Regions from separate parts of the Mus musculus genome. Here all the other regions are linked to region 2. Evidence: chromatin contacts called from public HiChIP or PLAC-seq data. All regions are on one chromosome and are shown on one strand. Each heading gives the region's core, a stretch centred on a gene start, on an enhancer-like site or on the middle of the called end of the contact. The rest is flanking DNA. Distances are from core to core; before and after follow the strand shown.

Region 1 (3,580 bases), core at 560-3,059, 430 kb after region 2:
TTCACCCGTCCACCTATCCAGCTAATAGACAAAACTGTTACCCATTTATTTTTTTAAACTGAGTTGAGCTCACACCACTAAGAATCTGTACCTTTTGGCAGGTACTCCCTTTTGGCACTTCAAATTTCCAAGTGTGTGTGTGTGTGTGTGTGTGTATATATATATATATATATATATAAAACAAAAGCCTTGGAGGCAGAGAACTAAAGGGCAGCCTTCAGAAGTGTTGGGTGGTCCCTCACTCCTTTCTGAAGCTAAGGCCTCTGCTTTCTCTGAGCTCTAATGCTCATCTGAGCCTTTGCTGCTGCACTCACGGCCGTCCCTTAGGAAGAAGGAGCACGTCTCTCCCCTGCCTCTCTCATTGTATTGGAATCCCTTGAAGAAATAGACTCTTGATTCCCCTGTAGAGTCTATTGTAAGTTCTACTGTAGAATAACTCAATAAATAAATACGTTTTGGACAATATGCTCTTTATTGACTGCTGTAGCCGCCAATTTCTTTCTAAGAGAATGCTTCTACCCCAGGGACTTGCACACATAAAGAAGGTCAAGAGATTCTGGGCAACCCCATTGTGGGCAGGCTCTGAATTCTTCACTTAAGACTCGGTACTTTCCAAGCTGGAAGTATGAAAACTAGAGAACACACCCGTGTTGTTAGTCTTGCTCCAGGAAGGCACACCTACCACTATCAACAGCACTGTGGGTGCCATTTACAGCTTCTCAGGCGACGTGGCGTTCTGACAGGATTCCAGAGAGCATGCAAGGCTAAGGCCAAGCAAATACTGCTAATAATATATCATGTCCTTCCTTGATCCTGTTCCACCAAGCTGTTTATCCATCTAATCTCTCAAAGCCACAAAGGTGCCTTAACAGATGGGCAACTACGTTTTTATTTACAAATGATACCCCTTGTTAAATGATATTTCTAAATGACATAAATTGATAGTAAAGTCTGGATTAAAAATGAATACGCAAGAATGACTAAGAAAACACTGAAAATGTAAAATGAGGAAGCCTATCCACCTGATGGAAAACATCCTGATATGTTAAATTTAGTTGCTTTTGACATCTCAACAAATTGGACTCTCGTTTCAAAACCTGCAAAAACCCAACATAATAGCTCTAAATATAAATGCAACTTCATAACACTGAGATTATAGCCTGCACATGCACATCTGCTGCCTATGCTGTAACAGGACAGTTGAATTTTAGCTCTCCTCTCCTAGCTAAGTTCTTGCTCTCTGGGCCGGTTCTCCCTGACTGGCACATTTTGCATGGCCTCGGGTCATCTAATCCCTTTTGATTGCATTTCGTTCACTAGTCGCTGTGCAAAAGGCAACCCGGCTGTGTCGACACCCAAGAGACTCCGAAGACAATGGCAGAGGAAGCCCGGGTCACTGGCAAACAGGTATGTGGAGAATTAGAGACAAAATCAGCTAGCTTAAGGTCACAGGCCTGCCTTGGAGGGATCTCTGCCTAGAAACCGGCGGGTCTTTCCCAACCACACCCGTGGGCGTTCGGAAATCCGTCACTTGAAGACTCACTGCCAGCGCCGCGCTCCCTACCAGGCGCTCTGATCCGCCCCGGGTGACCGAGAGGACCCGCCCTGCAGTTTGTCCTTAAGGTGGCGCCTGGCCTCACCTCCCCGCGAAGCCGCGCGCGTAGCCGGCCCCGCCCCTGCTAGTGCGTGGGGGGCGGTACCACAGACTGACAGGATCCTTGGCCATCCTATTGGGCAAGAGTCTGAGTGACGTAAAGAGGCTCCTCCTTCCTGTCGCCGGTGCCCGCCCCTTTGGCTGTTCTCGGTCGCTGACGTGTCGGGCCGGCAGGCTTCCGCTCCGCCCCTGGGCCGCAGCCACTCACCGCGGCGGGAGGGGCCGGGTGGCCGGGGCCCGCGCTCCCCTCGGCCGCTGCTCGTGGCCCGCCCCGCCGCCCCGGCCCCTCGGATGACAGTATATATTCCAGGCGGGCGCGGGACACGGGCGAGTAGCCGAGCCGAAGGAGCCGCGGGATTGTCGAGGGAGGTAGGGACCCCCTTCACGCGCGCGCTCCCATGCCTAGCGCGGGGACCCGGCTACGCGTTGCCGCACCTTGCTCGGCGTCCGCTGCTCGGAGCTCCGGAGAGGCGTGGGCTGTGTCGCGGCGGGGCGGGGATGCGCGCGCGGAGGGTCTTGGGGGAGACCTGAGGGAGGAGGCTTGGGTGATGATGGAGTTCCCGGCGCTTGTCAGCGCTGTTTTTGAGTTGGGGGAAGAGGAGCCAGGAGGGTTTCAGGCTAGGGCCCGGGCATAGTTGTGCCACTTCTGGGGTTCACCGGTGGGAATAAGTGATCGCTGTTACTGTTGGGAAAGCGCGTTGGGGTGTTTTGAACCCACGAGGGTAAGAATTGATAGTTCCGACCAGGACAGTGGATCCCAATGGGGGATGTGACTAGCACAGGACCCGCTTGCCTTCGCTTGATACTGATAGTGAGAGAGGTTCAGATTTCAGGGTTTTCCCCTCAGTTGGACTGGAGGAACGGTGAGGCTGAGAGCACACATATGCTCTAGAAGATTTTTTAAAAGTTTGGTGTGAAGGCTGACTGGCCTTCATCGGCATACTATGAGATCTGATATCCGATGGTAATGATCATGCATTTATGAGAGGCACAAGTTTAAGGACTTGGAGGTGAAGTTCACTGGGCTTGGATCCAAGAGTTTGCAGCAAACCAAAAGCATTTATCCATTTCGTTATTAGTTGACTCACTTGGCTGAGGGAAAAGACTTCATAGTCTGTCCTGTTAGTTAGTGGTTAGGACTCAAGTCAGTCTCAGTACCATTCCTCCCCACCCCCACCCCAGCCCCTCCCCTCCCCTCTTTTTTCCTGTTTCGTTTGTTTGTTTGTTTGTTTCCGAGACAGGGTTTCTCTGTGTAGCTTTGGTTGTTGGAACTCACTCTGTAGACCTGGCTGGCCCAGAATTCAGAGATCCATTTACCTTAAAGATATGTACCGCCACTGCCTGGCTCCATGTGTCCCCCCCACCCCACCCCCACCCCCCAAAGCGATTTACTAACCCACCCTGAGGACATATAGCAGCAGAGGTGGGGGTGGAATTGGGAAATACTGGACGTCCTTAATGTGGCATTTAAATTCTAATAAAGGCATGTTTGATAATGGTTTGTTGGGTATGTTGATCCAGGTGTGTTAGGTTGTAGGCACACACCAAATTTAGTCATAATTTCTAGTGCAGACTTTTGTTCTTAGTATAAAAATCCACGTCTTTTTAATTCTCTTCTCTATTGCTGTATACCATTTGAATTTAGTTACACACACACAGCTCTCAAGAAAAATGAGTAGGAGATGCAGTACTATGGTTATCGCTGTGTCAGGTAAATATAACCGTATTTATTATGAATGTTACACAACACATAAATGGACAGATTTGATTTTGGTAATAAGATTTGTGGATTGCTGGTGTTCTGGGACCAGATATCAAAGTTTACAATGAGTTGTTTTATTTGCATGAGTATGTTTTTCTCCAAGCACCCAAAGTACTACCCAGTACTTACTGAATGAGCTAGCTAGCTAGGTTGCGCTCTCTCTC
Region 2 (3,587 bases), core at 177-2,676:
GTTCTGCCTCTTCGCCACAAACACCCTCCGTCCTGACAGGGTTAGCAGAAACATGTGTTCTCCACAGACCACAGACAGGCACTTGAAGTGATGCTTGTGTTATGCTTCGATACAGCCAGAAGCCACAGACTAACCCGCTCCAAAATGGTGCTGGCTGCTTGCTTGCCATTGTCAAGTACCCAAGTACCTAGTTTAATATCTAGCATCCCCAAGGTTTATCCAGGTGTTGAGTTCCTCCCTCCCTCCCTCCCTCCCTCCCTCCCTCCCTCTTTCTTTCTTTCTTTCTTTCTTTCTTTCTTTCTTTCTTTCTTTCTTTCTTTCTTTCTTTCTTTCTTTCTTTCTTTCTTTCTTCCTTCCTTCCTTCCTTCCTTCCTTCCTTCCTTCCTTCCTTCCTTCCTTCCTTCCTTCCTTCCTTCCTTCCTTTCTTTCTTTCTTTCTTTCTTTCTTTCTTTCTTTCTTTCTTTCTTTCTTTCTTTCTTTCTTTCTTTCTATGCTTTTTTAGGTTTTGGACACCTAAAAGGACTTCACCATGCAGCACTAGCTGGCTTGGAAACATACCTAAGTTGCTATATAGAGCAGGCTGCTCTTGAACCTGCAATGATCCTCTTATCTCCTGCTCTTGAGCGCCGGAGTGTTAGATCTGCACCCCCACTCCCAGCTAAGAGTTATCTTCATTTTCTTATCTTTTCTCTCATTATTTTGTTTTGTGTTTATGTGTAAGGTTGTTTTGCCTGCATGTACTTCAGTGTACCCCACCCATGCCTGGTCAGAGGTCACAGAGGTCAGAAGAGGAGTCAGATCCCCTGGCACTGGGATTGCAGATGCTTGTGAGCCACCATGTGGGTGCTGGGAACTGAACCTGGCTCCTCTGGAACAGAAACGGTCTCCCCAGCCCCAGGAATTATTTTCTTTTTAGGGTTAATTAATCATGTATATACAACATATTACATTTATCTTCTTATAGATATTTGCTGTTGGAGTCATGTGTGTGTGTGTGCATGTGTGTCTGTCTGTCTGTCTGCTTGTCTCTCCATTGTATATGTCTATAACTATATTTGTGTACAGTATATCTAGTGAGTATCTCTACATGAGCAAATGCAGAAACAATCCCATGGACAAGTTAGACTTTATCATTTTTTCTGTATGATCTCAAAATGAGGAACAACATTTTCCTTTCTCTTTCTCTCTAACGGCTGTAACAGGAGAGGGAAGGCCTTTGTGGAGTGCTCTTCCTTTCTGGCCAGAGATGTATAGTCATAGGACAGAGGTCTGAGTTCAGGAGAGGCGTGAAGCCTGGCTCATGTCCTCCTAAACCTCTATGCTTAAGGTCCTGGAGTTAATTTGGGAAAGGCCCAAGAGCTCACTGGACAACTGAACAGGACTCAGCTGGTAGAGCAAAAGTCAACATGCATTTGGAGAGGAGGTTCTGGTCTCAAGCACATGGACCAATAGCAGCAGCCTGATTGGCTCTGCTCTCTGTCCAGAATGATCTTTTCTGTTCTTGCTTATGAAAGTAATAGAATTCCTCAGTGCTGGGCTCAAATACTGCATCCTTCGTGACACTTTCCCTGGTTCTACATCCCCCACCCCCACCTCTAGCTGCCACACAGAATACCTCACCTATTCTTTAGTTTCTGGAGTCACTTTGACCCCTTAGTTTTTCTGTTTTATTTCTGTACCATGTAAATACCTGCATACCAGTCCTGTCTGGTCATTTAGAGAGGGTTTTGCTATGTAGCCCTGGCTGGCCTTGAACTCATGGCATTGTCTTGCCTCAGTTTCCTAGGTTGGGATTACAGGCATGCACTGCTATTCTGGGGCTGTGAGGTCAGTGTTAACTCCTTGTTTAGATCAAGGTGAATTTCTTGAGAAGAGAAATTATTTCATCTATTTTTTTATTGTCCAGTACAGAGTTAGCAACTAGCAAATATCGACTGACCATGTGGCCAGAAATCTTATGTAACAACGGCATCTGTTAGGTGTTCCCTAAATTCATGCATAATGAGGTAACATCGATCTCCAAGCACCTGGTAAATACAAGAAAAATTTTCCCTGTCTTTGGGATTCAGCTTGAAACCAGCTTCATGAAATCCTTCATTCAATAAAACCTGTCAAAACTTTCATGGGAATAACTATAAAAGTGCCTTGGGTATCCATTGCCCAGGCCTCAAATGGACTCAGGTAGATCTTAATTGTGACCAAATATGGCATTCATTTGTTTTTTCAATTGGCCTCCAAAAGAACTTGAATGTCACAGAATAGTACATGTTTGTTGACTTTAGATGGTCTTAGTTAGAAGATAGGACCAGTTAGGAAATTTCCTTTCATCAGCGGAATGAGTATTGATTTTACATTGATGGATTGATTGTGGCCATGTGTACCACAATACTGTGTGGAGGTCAGAGAACAACTTACAAGGGTTGGTTCTCCCTTTCTTGCATGAAGGTCCCAGGGGTCAAAATCTGGTCAGCAGGCTTGGTTGACAGGTCCTTTTATCTGCTGAGCCATACTGCAGGTCTAAGTTTTAATTTTTTTATTTTTGACAAGGGGTCTTTGTGTAGCCCAGGGTGACCTCAGAGTCACAACGTACCTGGAGTTGACCTTTAGTCTCTGGTCAACCTGCTCTCTCTCCCGTGTGCTGGGATTACAGTTATGTGGTACTCAGATCAAACTCAGGGTTTTAGGCAAACACTCTGAACTGAGCAATGTTGTTGCGGGAAGTATTACAAATACAACTGCCAAGTTCCCATGCTCCATCCAACTACTCTCTACCCGCCAACTCTCCGGCGGGGCCAGAGCTGCAGAGTTCCCTTCGTTGCCACGCCAGCCCCATGCAATGACCATCCACCCTGTGGTCAGCCACCACAACACCCAGTAACCCTGTAGAAACAAAACTCTAGAAGCTTTCCATTAACAAGGCAGATTTATATATCAATAAAGTCTCAATTCACAAGATGCTCACACAATAATTTCAGGGTCAATTGATAATGATACAAGCTGCCACCTAGATTAGACAAGTTATCCCAATTACTGTATCCTTTATGATATCATATCTACCTGTGGCTATTTAAAGCCACCCTGGTTCAGGATCTTCTTCCATGGTCCATCCTCCATCTTACTTTCCTCCCCCCTCCTCCAAGTCACTCTTTGTCCTTGCAACTCTTCTCTTCACCTCCCTTTTCCCTGTTCAATCACAGGCCTTCTGCTGCACTAATATTTTAATGTAATTGGACAGGGAAAATCCTGCCACACGACATTCCTAGCCTGAGGTCAAGGGACAACACTGTGACGTCCGTTCTTCCACTATGGAGGTCTTGAGGATTGAACTCAGGTTGTCAGTCTTGGCAACAAGTACCTTCAACCCCTGGGCCTTCTTGTAGGCCCATCCCTATCCATCTCTTGAACATCTTCATCATCCTGAACACTTTGTATCCATTAAACTGCATCTTATTTAAGGGGAATAATAGAGTGTCTATCTTTTTGCAACCCACTTGTTTCACTTAGCTCTCAAGGTTGATCCATGTTGAAGCATAGGCCAAGATCTTTCTCCTTTTTTTGAGGCTATAACCCTCTTTCATGTAGTCACC
Region 3 (3,488 bases), core at 650-3,149, 260 kb before region 2:
CCTACCTGCACATCACTAGGAGAAGGGGACCGAGTAGCACACTTTATGAAAGAGTGGGTGGGTCACAACAGGGCACAGTCTAATGAACATGAAGGAATTCAGCCAGAGAAATGTAAACTATAGTCACACCGATTCATAGTGACAGAAATTGTAAAAGTCTGATCATATCTAGTCTTGGCGTATATGTTGGTGAGGATGTAAACTGCTAATTTAGCAAGTGACCCAGCACACATGTGAAAGGCAGAGTTGCAGAGAATATATCTTATGTACTGGTAAACAATTCAAAGACCCAGATGTCCGTCTCAGGTAAACAAGTATGATGCTATGTATTTAAGGGAATGTAGAAATTAAAACCCCGAGAGAGCTTCAAAGAGTAATGAATGCCTAGTGACAATAATTTGGAGAACATTTCCGTGTTATACATTTATGTGAATTAAAAAAGAAATTCCCCAACACTCAACATATATATTTACAAACAGGTTTAAACATGGTAAAAGTAAATATAAAAAATGGACTAAAGGCTGGGCGGTGGTGGTACACGCCTTTAATCTCAGCACTCGGGAGGCAGAGGCAGGCGGATTTCTGAGGCTACAGAGTTCCAGGACAGCCAGGGCTACACAGAGAAATCCTGTCTCGAAAAAAAAATTTTTTTTTTAAAATTTATATATATATAATTCCAACGACGAAAGGAATGTCATTTGTCGTAGGGGGACTTCAGAATCGCGAGTGTGCGTGTGTTCGTGTATGTATGCATGTATGTGCACGCGCGTGCTGCGTATTGCACATGCATGTGTGTATGTATGTGTGTATGTATGTGTGTGTATGTATATATGTATGTATGTGCGCGCGGGCGGTGCATTGCACGTGTGTATGCGGGTGTGGTCCCAGCCGGACTTCACGAATTCTGACCTGGCTTTCCTCTCACCTTGTTGCATTCCGCAATCGCAATCGGTAGTAACCGCAGCCACGAGGAGCTCGGAGGATTCTGGGAAGCATTTATGTTTGTTTGTAACCATGGGAAAAGTTCCTCTCGGTCCTAGAGGGATCCGTGTTCATTCACCGTCTGGGTTTGAATGCAGTCCCTGGCTACTGAAATCGAGTAAAACCGAAAAGTAAACAACACTAAGTAGGTTCTCGAAACTGTTGTTTCAAATTGCTCACATTTTCCAGTTGGAATCCGTGATGCATGATTCTTCTCTAAAAATATTTAGAATTTTGGATTTTAGTAATAAGAGATTGACAGCTTATTGCGAGTTTTAGAAACTCTTCTTTAGGAGGTAAGTGCGGACATGGAGAATTTATCTTATATATTTTCTTTGTTTAAATTTGTTTGAAGGTGGGTTTTCTACAAGTATTATTTGTGAGAAAGTTTACCTCGGATTCTGTCCCAGTAAAGGAGTGGTTCTAACACATGTCGGAAATTTGTATTTTTCTTTATTTACCGTGTACGTGGAAAATTTTTACAGCGATTGAAAAGCATTTATAAATACAGAATCAGGTTTACTGTCAATTTCTAATTTCGTTCTGAGATGTCTATATCGTAGTATTAAGCACAAAGAACAAGCCACTATGATCAGGAGACTTTTCAGTTTTAGTACTATCAGCGAATTTTAACAAAGCGGTAAAATCTGCGTGCTCTTCGCTCAATTTAAAAAAAAAAAGAGAGAGAGGGAGAGAGAAACAAAAAAGAACAACCACAAAACCCCACAGCGGGACAGAAAGTGCTGAAATCCTCGTAGGGAAATATTTACTCACAAGTCTATTGAGTTTGCTTATCTGCTGACGTCTCCTTAGCTTTGGATCCCAGTTCCCGCGTGCGGTGAGATAGTTTGCCTCCGCCCGGCCACCGTCCGTGTCAGCGTTCAGCTTATTTTGTCCTCCGGCCGCCGCCGTTTCAGGTTACTCACCCATCCGAGTTGTGAGGGAGAGGTGTCTGTTTCGGGGAAGCCGGCTTGTGTTGCCGGCGCCATGGAGTCGCCTTTTAGTCCGGTTCTTCCTCATGGACCAGATGAAGACTGGGGTGAGTGGATCTGCGAATGTACCCGAGCTAGGTCGGGCCGCGTCTGCGGGTTTTTTTCTCCTCCCGATTTCCGCCCGGTGGCGGTGACAGGTGTGGACGACCCGTGTCCGGGGAGCGAGGCCACGGGTTGAGGGTCGTAGAAGAGGCTGGCAGAGCCTCTGGGCTTCTGTCCTGGCCGTAGCAATAATGGAATGATGTTCTAATTGAAATTGCTGTAGTTTTTCAGCGTGTGTTCCTGGTGGAAATTCCAGGTGATCGTGAGGGACCAGAACTTAGTAGGATGATGATTGTAGCTGCCCCAAAGGCTCCAAGCTATTTTCTCAGACTGTGGGCGTGTGGCTGGGGAGCGCTGAGTGTGTGTGTGTGTATGTGTGTGTGTGAGTGTGTGTGTGTGTGTGTGTGTGCGCGCGCGCGCACTGAACGTGTACGAGATATGTTGAGAAAACTTGGTTAAAATACAGAAGAAAATCCTTGGCTCCCAGCTTGAACTGTTGGTTTAAGACATAGATCCAAATTGGCAAAGAAGAAACTCTCCCAAGCACCTGACCTCGTGTCCCTGATTACTAGATCTAACACAAACTGATGTAATCCTGACTGCTGTCCAAACACAGCTCTGAAATCTCTTGTTAAGTCTATTTTTAGTGTTCAGGAAGGATGGACCAGAGAATGACAAGGAACAAGCTTTGGCATCCAAATCCTTAGAGAAAGCTGATAGTCCCTTCTCGATTTCAAGACAGAATGTTAACAGGATTATGTGTGTTAATATGTGAATGGAGTTCTGTAGGTGGCTCAATGGATCCTGTAGTGAGACTACATTGTCCTTCAGTTTTGGGGACACTTTTTTTTCATGGACTAACATTCCACTATAACATGAGTGGGCCCTCAACTAGGAAGTGTTGGAATCCTAGTTTAATTTAACAGTGGCAGATGCTCTCTACAATTACAATCTATAAAAGGTTTATTTTAATCTTTGGGCCGATTTTGACAACTTTCTGGAAAAAAAAAACCTTTAAATGTTCATTCTCCAGTTCATTTCCCCAGCTAAATGCTTTTGTTATAGTAACAGCAGTCACTTGTTTAGGACTTTATTTTGCTAAGCACACTACATGTGTTATTTATGTTATGTTCATAACAGTCCAATGAGGTCCCGCCATCCTATAGATGTTGAAACAGAGGTTGACAGAATCTGTTCTCTGAGTCTTAGACGAGTAAGTGATAAAGTAGGATCAGAACCAGGCTTATCTAACTTTGAAGTCTGTGCCTCTGGTTTTTCTACTCTGTAACACTTGCTCCCCCCCCCCCCCCCAAGCCTAGATTCTTCCTAATGCTAATGTTCTTAACAAGTCTACTTAGATATGTTGGGTAGTTACAATTAGAATTAGTTTTCTCAATCATTTGACCATTATGTTTGTGGCATTTCTTAAAGTATAACTAAAAGGCACTTCCTGATGGTATCGTTTTTGTCCTA

What was found. HiChIP or PLAC-seq counts read pairs in DNA pulled down with a chosen protein or histone mark.
Region 1: a contact with region 2 is called in an H3K4me3 HiChIP or PLAC-seq map of bone marrow-derived macrophages, with 2.9 times the contacts expected there. The contact joins the promoter of Uap1 here to the enhancer-like site in region 2. A contact is called at or near these places in 12 of 39 promoter capture datasets (3T3-L1-derived adipocytes, the C10 cell line, cranial neural crest and 8 more), 1 of 15 datasets of contacts at CTCF or cohesin (pro-B cells), 1 of 484 Hi-C or Micro-C datasets (embryonic stem cells), 11 of 115 datasets of contacts at active chromatin or transcription factors (astrocytes, bone marrow-derived macrophages, differentiating embryonic stem cells and 4 more) and 3 of 9 other capture datasets (adipose tissue, embryonic stem cells and pancreatic islet).
Region 3: an H3K4me3 HiChIP or PLAC-seq map of bone marrow-derived macrophages shows a contact between it and region 2, with 2.1 times the contacts expected there. The contact joins the promoter of Atf6 here to the enhancer-like site in region 2. A contact is called at or near these places in 6 of 39 promoter capture datasets (the 3T3-L1 cell line, the SN4741 cell line, hippocampal neurons and 3 more), 7 of 115 datasets of contacts at active chromatin or transcription factors (the NIH/3T3 cell line, the SCID.adh cell line, astrocytes and 4 more) and 1 of 9 other capture datasets (adipose tissue).

What each region holds. Positions count from the first base shown.
Region 1 is chr1:170,173,193-170,176,772 of GRCm38.p6, reverse strand. Uap1 (UDP-N-acetylglucosamine pyrophosphorylase 1) reads left to right here and starts at 1,809. Exons shown (of 11, transcript NM_001305045.1): 1 at 1,809-2,023.
Region 2 is chr1:170,606,465-170,610,051 of GRCm38.p6, reverse strand. No RefSeq gene overlaps it. Among named protein-coding and RNA genes, the nearest start is that of Nos1ap, 18 kb to the right of the region's middle. Within about 2 kb of position 1,426, at least 20 of the 459 cell types and tissues checked have an H3K27ac peak or open chromatin away from gene starts, as enhancers often do. A contact at or near this core is called in bone marrow-derived macrophages, hematopoietic stem and progenitor cells and liver, where this site is marked.
Region 3 is chr1:170,866,182-170,869,669 of GRCm38.p6, reverse strand. Atf6 (activating transcription factor 6) reads left to right here and starts at 1,899. Exons shown (of 16, transcript NM_001081304.1): 1 at 1,899-2,020. The coding sequence starts at 1,969. Gm9929 (a long non-coding RNA gene) reads right to left here and starts at 1,840. Exons shown (of 2, transcript XR_003948181.1): 1 at 1,756-1,840; 2 at 1-1,089.